Regions from separate parts of the Mus musculus genome. Here region 1 is linked to region 2. The links are chromatin contacts, called in public HiChIP or PLAC-seq maps. All regions are on one chromosome and are shown on one strand. Each heading gives the region's core, a stretch centred on a gene start, on an enhancer-like site or on the middle of the called end of the contact. The rest is flanking DNA. Distances are from core to core; before and after follow the strand shown. Region 1 has its middle 67 kb from the start of A530076I17Rik. Region 2 holds the start of Ddhd1 (DDHD domain containing 1).

Region 1 (5,573 bases), core at 2,334-4,833, 77 kb before region 2:
ATTAGGGGATGGTTTACTAGAAGTCACCTGAGTATGTGACTTTCTCCTCATCTGCAACCCTTCCCAAGAGAGTGGAATTACCATCAAAATACAAACAGCAACAGGCCCACCCACAATAGTCAGGGTGACTGTACAAAAGAAACAGATTTCTGTGAATTTCAAGGCTTCAAAGTCTAAAACCAAGGCGGAAGTAGAGTCAGTGCCCCGGAAGGACCTGTTTCCTGGAGTGTGTGTGTGTGTGTGTGTGTGTGTGTGTGTGTGTGTGTGTGTGTGTTACCCAAGGCCTCCTATGTCCCAAGCATAGCTCAGACCACTTTCATAAGGAAGTTTGTTAATCCTAGGCAGGAAGACTCTGATGTATGATCTAATGGCCCCTGAAGACTTTAATTCCTAATTCTGTTTTCTTGGCAATCACTATACAAATTCTGAAAGGACTCAAACATTCATACTTTGTTGGAAAAATCTAAATGCTCAAAGGATAACACCTCCATGCTACTGAGCGTTGTTATAGTTTTGACTCACAGGAGGATTTTTCAGCCCTTCCCAGGTGCTGGGGCTAAAGGCAGGAGGAAGTACAGGTCCCTCAGAGTAGATGAAAGACATTTCCCTGCACCAAAGGCTGAAAGGACTAATCTATGCCCTGTACAGAATTAGCAATAAGCTATGATGCCAGGCTTCACGGTGCAGAAAGAAAAGAATGTTTCAATTTTTTAACCTCTCTTAGTATTCCAAAATTTAACACTGGGGCCTTAGATAATGGCTTTTCTCCTAGTTAGCCTCAGATGTCAACCTGACATAGCCTACAGTTATCTGAAGAATTCTTAATCAGAGGTCTACCTCAAAGAGATTGACTTGTGGGCTTGTCTTTCTTAATTTCCAATTGGCTTCTGAAAACCCAGCCCACAGTGAGCGGTGTCATCCCTAGGCAGGTGGACCTGAGCTGAAACTCAAGTTAGCTGAAACTGGATGTGGTGAAGCATGGCTTTAGTCCCCAGCATTCAGGCGGTAGAGGCAGGTGGATCTCTATGAGTTCAAGACCAGCCTGATCTACAGAGCAAGCTCCAGGACAGTCAGGGCTATGTAGATAGACCCAGACTCAAAACAAAACAAAAGAAAGAAAGAAAGAAAGAAAGAAAGAAAGAAAGAAAGAAAGAAAGAAAGAAAGAAAAAGAGAGAGAGAGAGAGAGAGAGAGAGAGAGAGAGAGAGGGAGGGAGGGAGGGAGGGAGGGAGGGAGGGAGGGAGGGAGGGAGGGAGGGAGGGAGGGAAGAAGAAGAAGAAGAAGAAGAAGAAGAAGAAGAAGAAGAAGAAGAAGAAGAAGAAGAAGAAGAAGAAGAAGAAGAAGAGGAGGAGGAGGAGGAGGAGGAGGAGGAGGAGGAGGAGGAGGAGGAGGAGGAGGAGGAGGAGGAGGAGGAGGAGAAAAGGAAAGGAAAGGAGAGAAGAGAAGAGAAGAGAAGAGAAGAGAAGAGAAGAGAAGAGAAGAGAAGAGAAGAGAAGAGAAGAGAAGAGAAGAGAAGAGAAGAGAAGAGAAGAGAAAAGAATATTAGCAAACCAAGGAGAACAAGCCAGTATGCAGTTTTCCTCTGTGGTTTCTGCCTCTGCTCTTTCTTATTACTGGTCTGGATTCCTTCAGATATTAGATTCAGGATAGATTGTGTCAGATGAAATAAGTCCTTTCCTTCCCAAATAACTTTTGGTCATGGTGTCTGTCATAGCAACAAAGAATCAAACTAATACAGATTTGTTGCTTTGCTGGAGTGAACATAACCTCCAGGTGTAGAGGAAGAGAGAGCTGAGCTTCTAAGGAGAGGAAGGTGAAGAGGTCAAGGGAGGGTCAGTAGCTTACGGGCCAATGATGGCCCCTCCCCTCCAAGAAAAACCATGGAGAGAGAAATGTACTAGACAGCTGGGAAGGAAAGCTGAGCATAGAGTTTGGAGAATGTTTGCCCACTTGAATGAAGGAAACCCCTTCAACAGGTTGCAACATGACTAAGTGAAAGGAAGTCTGAACATAGGGTGCCGGCCATTCAGCTCCCATGTGATATGGAAGGAATCTCAAAGTTCCAAAGGAACCATGCTCATGAAGATTAAGTGGTGGTGTCATCAAGCAAGTCCACAAATGTTTTTAAGAAGACCAGTAAACCCTGTGACATGGATGGCAAAGTAGATCTTCTGTCCTGAAGGTCTGGATCACAGCCAGCCTGCAGGGGCCACATGGCACACATGGCTAGAGTTCTCACTTAGCAGGAAGAACTCAAGAATTTGTTCACAGGAGATTAAGCAGCACCAGAGATATGAGGGACGCCATCTTTACACAGACTGGCGAAGACTAGGGAGGAGTCTGTGAACAACAGTGGGACCCAAGGACAGCTGCCCCTTCTTAGGCAAACTCTCTCACAGAGTCACCATCTTGGGGAAGGGGAAGGACATAAAAGTCTGAAAACCTGATTAATTTACCCACCCCACCACTCTATAAAGGGGATGAGGAGGAATAGGCTTTAAGTGGTTATTCTGGGAGCAGGGGTGAAGTTCTTTGGTATCAGTAAGGTTGCATAACACTCATGAGGCCTTGGGTTAGATCCCCAGCACTGTCTGAAACAAAGAGAATGAGCTAACATGATTGGGTTAAAGTAAATTCAGGACTTTTAGTGCTCAGTTTCCATAAATATGAGTCTGTAAATTTGATTATCTCATGAACAAATGCGAGGCATCCCTGAGATAGTATGTAAAGATCCACCTCATTATTTTAAATATCCTATTCCAGTCAAAACTTGGGACCAAAATTTTTCAGATTTGGGATTTAGGAATATTTCTATATTTCCTATATTTTTTTGCAAAGGTGTGGCTAATGTCTCAGCAAACTGGTAAATGCTGAGGCCTTCAGGACAGTCCTTAAGGCTGTGGCAAAGATCTCTGAAAACATGTACAAAAATATATAATTTCTCAACTATGCAAAATATAAAGATCCAATATGAATTATATAAGGAGGTTCACAGATTTAAAAGAAGAGAGGCAGCTGCACTATGAGCCAGCTTGTCAGAAAGACACAAAGGAAGGAAATAAAAAGATTCAGGAAGTGGTATCACAGGGCAAGATCCCACCCAGCGATATTTTGTTGTTGTTGTTGTTTGCTTGTTTGTTTGTTTATGCTTACAAAGGCAGGCAGATTCCTGAGTTCAAGGTCAGCCTGGGACAGAGAGAGTTTAGGCCGGGGCCCAGATATAGTAGGAATGGTAATTTGAAGGCAGCATCCCACCCAGCTATCCGATTGTCTGTGCTTAACAAAGGCAGGCAGATCTCTGAATTCTTTTGCAAAGTAAAAAAATGTGCTTGCAGGCTCCTGGGATAATCAAAAGGGAACCTGGGGTATTGACAGAATTGATATGTAAATAAAAGACTAGGCTTTAGTCTGAAAGAAAAGAGCTATCCAGAGAGATTTTAGAATAGCAAAAGAAAGCTGTCTAGAGCAATCTGGAAAGCTCTCTGGAGCAGAACTCTTTTGTAGCCTCCCACAAGCCTGAAGCAGGCTGAGCCAGAACTTGACCTTGTTGCCACTAAGGAGATTATGTAGGGTGGAGCCTTCCTCCCTAGATCGCTCTATTGTTGAGACACTGTCGCTGTTCCTCTTCAAGATACTGCTACCTGCTGAGAGGCCCCGGAACTATTCCAGAGACTACTGCCCTATCCTGCATGTCATCACCTGCAGCGGGTTCCAGGCTCCAAGGATGAATTGGCGGGAATGGACTTTCCCCCCTCCTTTATAAAGCATGTCTGTCATTAAACATTTGAACCTTGAGCAGACTAGTTGTCTTGGTTCCATTATTTCTCAACCTGCCTAGGCTCCCTCTTTTCTGTCAGTTCCAAGATGCCTTCCAGGCTCAAACCCGGACATGAGAGCCACAGGCCGGCTCCAAGAGTCTTTGTCTTTTAGTCACTTGTTTCACCTCTCTCAAACTCCTCAGAACCCCTCTCCAAGCTGAAGCTGGTTCTTGGCATAGACAGAGATGCCCAAGAAATCTTATGGTCTCTCCTATGAGTCCAGGAAGGTAGCCTGAATCTTGAAACTCAAGTCTAAAACTATGAAGAAGAAAGAATGCAAATGTCTGCCTTACCTGTCAGTCCGAAAGACTCGTCTATACAGTGAGAAGTGAAACAAGACTTCTATGACCCCAAACAGAGCATTTCATATCCCAGTGGGAGCCCAGAGAGTCACCCTGAACACTCCGCTTTAAGTTGTTATCCCGTAACTAACCAACAATGTCTTTGACGTAAATACTTAAACTTTCTGACGAGTGTCAGTTTTCTTGTATGTAAAGTGATAACAATGTCCATAGCAAGTCACATTGTGCCTATGGACTTATTTCTATACACTGTGCTGAACCTGGTTAAGCAATGTTATCCCATCTCACAAGTTAGGATGTGAAACCTAGACAGTTTGAAAGGGACTTAAGTTCATGTAACTACCAAACTGCTAGGTGATATCCCAGATAAGTCTTCCACATCTAAAACAGTTCCTTTCTGCTAAGGAAGATATTCAACCAAACTCAAAACTAATAATCTTGCAGTGAAAATTCCAGGAGATGAAACTGAATTATTTGTGAACATCCAGAGGTTTAAATTTTCAATTTTCATTTTTATTCTTGTAATTTTGTTCCCAGGACCATGGTCATAGGCTGTAATGGGAATAAGCTTGTGAGAAACTCAGGAAGAATGTGAATAATTGAGTAGACAGGCAAGAAGGGCAGCATGACAGAGGAGGAAGGGAAGAAAGGTCAAGATGGGGCTTATTGGAGAAGCTATTGAATGATACAGAAATAAGATTTTTTGGGGGTCAGGTAAAGAATTATTTTGATTTCAGTAAAATAAAATCTAAGATATAGTTAGAGAATGTCTCTTGCTTATTTTTTTCATCCACTAATCCGTGACAAGCATTTTTACCAGTCCAGTAGAAATTTCTGCAGTGAATTCAGCTGTGAAGTGAAATAGGTCATCATCCTCTCGTGGTAATAAAGGTAATAAAATGAAATAAGCTGGAATGTTTTTCTACTCTCTGATCTAATTTCTTTCCCATTTCAAAGTGGGAGAGAGGGAGAGGAGAGGAGGGAGAGAGGGGGAAGGGGAAAGAGAGAGGGAGAGGGAGTGTTGCTTTCCTTACAATTAGCTTAAGCTGTCAACTTGACACACCTGGAAAGAGAGACCCTCAGTTCAGGAATTGCTTCCAACAGATTAGCCTGCAGACAAGTCTGTGGAAAGCCAGTCCACAGTAGGTGGCACCACCCCTAGGCAGATGGGCCTGCCTGCTCTGTATAAGAAAGGTAGTTGAGCAAGCCAGTAAGTAGCTTTCCTCCATGGTTTCTGCTTCAGCTCTTACCTTTGGGTTCACTGGGCCCTGTGAGCAGTAGGCTAAAATAAACACTTCCCCAAGCTGTGCTTGGTTGGTGTTTTATCACAGTAACAAAGAACAAAGTAGGACAAATGCTAACACCTGGGAGGTTAAGGAATTCAAAACTCAGAGGTGAGATAGAAAAGGCTTACATTACCTCCTCTCTCTCTCTCTCTCTCTCTCTCTCTCTCT
Region 2 (5,657 bases), core at 2,102-4,601:
ATAAATGCATGCAGTCATACGCAATCTGCTATCTTCAAATGTCTTCTCCTCACTGTCAGTCTCTTGCCCAGTGCAAGCTGTCCTAGATCTAAGGGGAAGCAGCAGTCTCAATTCCCACAAATATCCAGTGGTATCTCTTCTCCCTGCTGCACTCTGGGGTCAGGAGAGAGCATCAAACACCTTTTTCTTGCCACTTGAATGATACTGAGAAACCAACATCTATTTCAAGAAAAAATATGTTACCTAGCTGGGTGGCCTGCATTAGCATACAAATGATAAAAACGTTCATTCAGTACAAAGTAAAGTATCATTTGTAAAACAGAAAATGACGGTGATGGCCTTTAATCCTAGCATTTGGGAGTCAGAGGCAGGCAGATCTCTGAGTTTAAGGCCATCCAGTCTACAAATTGAGTTCCAGGACAGCCAGAGCTGCACAGAGAAACTCCCATCTCTAAAACCAAATGACAAAACAGACAACAAAAAGAAAAGAACAACGATATTCTTTGATAAAAATGATGTCATCTTTAAGAGTTAAAACTGCTTTAAAAAAAAAGGTTGGAGAGATGGCTCAGCAGTTAAGAGCACTGACTGCTCTTCTGAAGGTCCTGAATTCAAATCCCAGCAACCACATGGTAGCTCATAACCATCTGGAACAAGATCTGAAGCCCTATTCTGGAGTGTCTGAAGACAGCTACAGTGTACATAAATATAATAAATAAATAAATCTTTTTTAAAAAAAACTGCTAAAAAAAAGCAAACAAAACAAAACCACAACTGATTATTAGCATGGAAATACTTGGACTACATCCTGCCAAGAAATGGGAAGACATTTTAAATGTCTTGATTAAAAAGGAAGGAAGGAAGGAAGGTAGGTAGGAAGGAAGGGAAGGAGGGAGGAAGGGAGGGAGGGAAAGGAAAGGACATGGCTGCTCTTAGATATGGTGGAGGAGGAAGTTTATTATAGATATGTGGGAGAGCATGTCTATGGCTCCGCTCTCCCACATATCTATGCTCTCTCACATATCTATAAGACAAAGACATCTGGTAGAGTCCAGAGGACCAGGTGACCAGACTGAGCAGGGCTGTGTGGGGGAGAGAGAAGAACTGGGTGCTGTAGCTAAGAGGTCAAAAGTACAAAAGAGGCAAATGTACTAAAGTACAAAATGGCTGGATTATACAGGGAAGAGGCACCTGGGTAAGGGCAGCCTGGCCCCTGGGCTGGAGAGTTCTGGGGTAGAAGACAGGGTATGCCAGCCATATCCTGTAACAGGCAGGGACTAAGGGATGCTGGGAGAACCTGGAGGTCAGGTCTGCTTTGATATTAATAGGCACCGTAGCCATTTGTCCCAGGGTTTGAGACTTGACACTGTATCTACCACTTTTAATTACACTTTAATATAGCATCTCCTAAGCTAGAGGATCCTGGTTCTCTTTGGCATCGGAAGCATACAGAAGTGTCTGTACATGGGTAACTATCAGAACAGTGTGGATCAATGCCTCCATGAATAAAACACAGTTCAAAGTTCATACTCAATTTCTTACTCTGCATACTATTAATAGAGACATTGGGAAAGAATTTGGGATGCAGAAATGCAGATGCTTTGTTAGTGGGGCTGTAATGTACAAGTGGACAGACTGCTCACTGAGCAAGATTATCCAGCCAATCCAGTCGTTATGGTAGAAAATACCACCCATGTTCCTCTATTTATCATGAATTGCAACAGTATCATCTGCCCATAGAAAGCAGGGCCTTCCAACAGATCCCTCCAAAAGCACAGGGCACAACAGAGATGAGCCTGATTGAAATAATGACTTTGAAGGCTCTCTGACAGGTTACATCCTGAGAGCAAGACAACTTGCCCTACTGACCTGTTTCCACAAAGTAAACATTAACAGTGAAGACTGTCTGTTCTTGAAGTAAGAGCAAGATTGGAGATTGTTTTCTCAAGATAGGATGGGTTTATAAAATGAATTTTTTTTTCAATTTAAGAGAATGGTCTGAGGTGACAGAGTGCCTCAGCTATAAAACAGGATTTCTATGAAGTTACAGCTGACCTTGACCAAACTCATCAGTCAGCCACAGTCCAAATAATCTCTGCTGGGGCAGCCTGTTCCCCAAAATGAACTGCCTTTTAATAAAACAGATAATTCCAGGAAAGGTACATCATAGACCGACACATAGCTCTATGGCTGCAAGAATTTCATTTCCAAGCCACCCACTTGCCTCTATAAAGGGCCCCAGCTAGTTTACTCCCTTCTAAGACACCCATTTCCCTCCGGAGAGTGTCTTTCCTTCTTTGTTTGAAATAAACTGTCCATCTGTTGAGGTCAGACTCTGGTCTCTGTCTTCTCTTTACTCTGTCTTGGAAGTCTAACATAACAGAGCCTCCGTGTCTCCCTGAAACCAGGAAGTGAGTTACAGAATCAGAGTTATACTAAAAACAAAAACCAAACCAAACTTGGGAAGGCTTAAAAGCCATAGAATTACTAGAGACCGTCCGGTGCAACGATCTCCTACTTATAGCAAGGAATAAGACAAATAGATAAAGGAGATTAAGTGACTTGCCTGGAGGTGGCAAAGCTGAGTTTAGAACCTAGGTTTTTGTTTTTTTTTTTTTCCTCTTTCAGTCTAATAATCTACCACACAAGGCTGGCAAGACCAGTTAGTTATAACCAAGGTACATCGAATGCGCACAGACTGTGGGAAAAGACTAAGACATAGGGACTTGGTTTCCATCCAAGGCCTTACTGCACTACAGAAAGAACAGGAAGCATAAGGACAAGAGGGCAAGCAATCTAAAGAACTGGCACAGTGACTCTAGGACGCCAGTTTTGTAAGTGGGAGTGGTCGTGCCCAGGTGAGCAGCAGGCGTAGAGGTGGGGTGCCTTCTGTATGAATGGGCTGAAGGTTGGGAAAGGGCCAAACCAGGTGACCGAGCAGGTCTTTCGGATGCTGAAAGCAGGCCTAAAGCCAGGAACGTGAGCTAGCAACTTCCAGGGCCCCTCTGGGCATACAGCTGAATCACCCACGGGGCTCATGACCCGAAAGTGTAAAGATGAGTGGGCGAGAGCCTCACTGCGGCTGGCATCCAGGGGCGTGGAAGCGAGGGGGCGGAGCCACTGCGTCGAAAGTCGTGAGGCAGGGGCTCCACGGATGCCGAGACCGCCGCGACCCCGTCTGACCCCCGCTTCCAGGCGCGGAAGACTACGTACAGCCTAGCGCCAAACGGGAGCTCCAGCAGAGTCCTCGGGCCTTCCGGGGAGGCGCGCGCGGCTGGGGGCGGGGCCCCTGTGGCCCCGCCCACGCAGGGCTGCGTAACAATGGGGCGGGCCCCGGAACGGCGCTGCGGCGGCCGGGGGCCGGCGGGGAGGCGGAGTCGCCTCGGCCGCAGCTGCTGCCCTGCTCGGGATTTGAAAGATTATAAAGTCCGGGCCGAGAGGGCGGCGGCGTCGGATGCGCGTGTGGCGGAAGCGCCGGCGGCATGAACTACCCGGGCCGCGGCGCCCCACGGAGCCCCGAGCGTAACGGCCGCGGCGGCGGTGCCTGGGAGCTGGGCTCGGACGCGGCGGGCGTGTTCGGCGGCGGCGGCTGCTGCTTCGAGCACCAGCCGGGCGACAGCGTGCCGCTGTCGCTGCTGCGCGCCGAGCCGCTGCACCTGGCACCGGGCGCCGACGACCTGAGCCACCTGGCTCTGGACCCGTGCCTCAGCGACGAGACCTACGACTTCAGCTCGGCCGAGTCCGGCTCGTCGTTGCGCTACTACAGCGAGGGCGAGAGCGCGGGCGGCGGCAGCTCTTCTTCGCCTCCGCCGCCGCTCGTCGCCCAGAACTCGGGGGGCGGCGGGGCGGCGGGAGGGGGCCCCGGGGACAGGAAGCGCGCCCGGCCCGGCGGCGCAGCCGCCCGGCACCGCTACGAGGTGGTGACGGAGCTGGGCCCCGAGGAGGTGCGCTGGTTCTACAAGGAAGACAAGAAGACCTGGAAGCCCTTCATCGGCTACGACTCTCTGCGCATCGAGCTCGCCTTCCGGACCCTGCTGCAGACCACGGGCGCCCAGGCCCGGGCGGCGGGCCGCGATGGAGACCGGGTGTGTGGCCCAAGCTCCAGCTTCGGGGAGGAAGACGAGGAGGACAGCGCCTGCGGCTTCTGCCCGCGCGCGGCGGGGCCTGAGCCGGAGATGGAGGAGCTGGTGACCATCGAGCCGGTGTGCGTGCGCGGCGGCCTCTACGAGGTGGATGTCACTCAAGGAGAGTGCTACCCGGTGTACTGGAACCGTAAGTGGCTGGCCAGGGGCGGGCCAGGCTCGGCGCGCGCTGGACGGCGTTTGGGGGTTCGGTTGCCCCCGCGATGCCTGCCTCGGGTTAGGATGCAGGTTGCGCGGGGTGCCTCGGCAGGTGAAGGGTAAAAGAGCAGATGGCAGCGCCCAAGCTGCTAGCGGGGTCAGGAGGGGAGGATTCCGCCGGGGATTGTGCCTCCTGGGTGAGTAGAGTGCTGCTGCCATCCCCTGGAGGGTATCCAGGAACGGATCCCCAAGCCAGTAGCTTTAGTTTCTTGACCGTACCAGGGGCTTTGTCCACCTGGATATCTGATTCGGTCTCGTGTCTCCTGAAGCTCCTGTGATTTAAATAACATGTCCTGGAGTGAGTGGAAATGCTTGAGTGTTTTTATGAGAATCAACAGTTCAGCTTAAAACCTGAGAAGAGAAAAGCCCTGACGGGAAAGGAGAGTTACAATGTGTTATTCACAGTGGATGTGTTGGGCACAAGAGGAAAGAACTGCAGGAAGTGGCAGTGCGAAGTGGGTCCGTACCCTCTGTATAGAATGTTTTCATATCTCTTGGGTCCTTTTTACATATTTTTACTTTTGCTTCTTAACCTAGAAAAATTGCACGACCTCGGTTTTCACATCTGTTAAATGGGACTGTCATAAAGGTCTGAACGATGCTTTAGGCAACACGGGTAGGTTTAAAATCAGAATGAGGAAGGGTAATCCATAATCTGACGTGGCATGCAGCAGTTATTAATATATATGATATGTAGTAGTAACAAGTTATTGGCCATCAATAATTTGTACCATACAGTATTAACTTTATGGGCTTCAGTGCCCTTACTCAAATGTCTTTTCCTGATCTTTTGGCCCTCTATACATCTTATATTATTTATTCTGATCTATATTAATTATGTGTATTGATGGCTTAGCTTCCTTTCGGTTTATTTAGTAGCTTCTGGTCAGAGTCCACCACCTTTATCTTTGTACTCATAAAGCAGGTATTCGATGACTTGGTACCGAATTGCATCAGTGATTCTGATAATGCTAAAGCATGCATGCATTAGGTGCAAGTAACTATGATGGCAGATTCAGCACATTCCAAGTCAGGTATAGGTAGCATAGCAGGAAATTTCTTGCTACTCTTCAGGACAATAAAGGCAATAAAGGTTGTTAGTTTTTTAAAGATGAGACTCATATGGACTCTGTTAGGTCACCTCTTGATTATAAACTCACTGAGGACGGACTTAGTAGTTGTATGTGCTAGCACAGTACCTCTGTGCACATTGTTTGGAAACCCATGTCTTTCAGAGGCTTCCCATCCCATTTCTTTTTAAATGATCCACACATCACCATGGGTCTTTCCTGCAGATAAAAACACAGAACTTAGTGG

What was found. HiChIP or PLAC-seq counts read pairs in DNA pulled down with a chosen protein or histone mark.
Region 1: a contact with region 2 is called in an H3K27ac HiChIP or PLAC-seq map of embryonic stem cells, with 7 read pairs. The contact joins the enhancer-like site here to the promoter of Ddhd1 in region 2. A contact is called at or near these places in 1 of 39 promoter capture datasets (the 3T3-L1 cell line) and 4 of 115 datasets of contacts at active chromatin or transcription factors (bone marrow-derived dendritic cells, embryonic stem cells, epiblast stem cells and 1 more).

The regions. Positions count from the first base shown.
Region 1 is chr14:45,732,866-45,738,438 of GRCm38.p6, reverse strand. No RefSeq gene overlaps it. Among named protein-coding and RNA genes, the nearest start is that of A530076I17Rik, 67 kb to the right of the region's middle. Within about 2 kb of position 3,583, at least 15 of the 459 cell types and tissues checked have an H3K27ac peak or open chromatin away from gene starts, as enhancers often do. A contact at or near this core is called in embryonic stem cells, where this site is marked.
Region 2 is chr14:45,655,837-45,661,493 of GRCm38.p6, reverse strand. It overlaps Ddhd1 (DDHD domain containing 1), which reads left to right and starts at 3,351. Exons shown (of 14, transcript NM_001042719.2): 1 at 3,351-4,272. The coding sequence starts at 3,483. Mir5131 (microRNA 5131) reads left to right here and starts at 3,441; the gene lies at 3,441-3,533. Gm34360 (a long non-coding RNA gene) reads left to right here. Exons shown (of 2, transcript XR_383395.3): 2 at 1-17.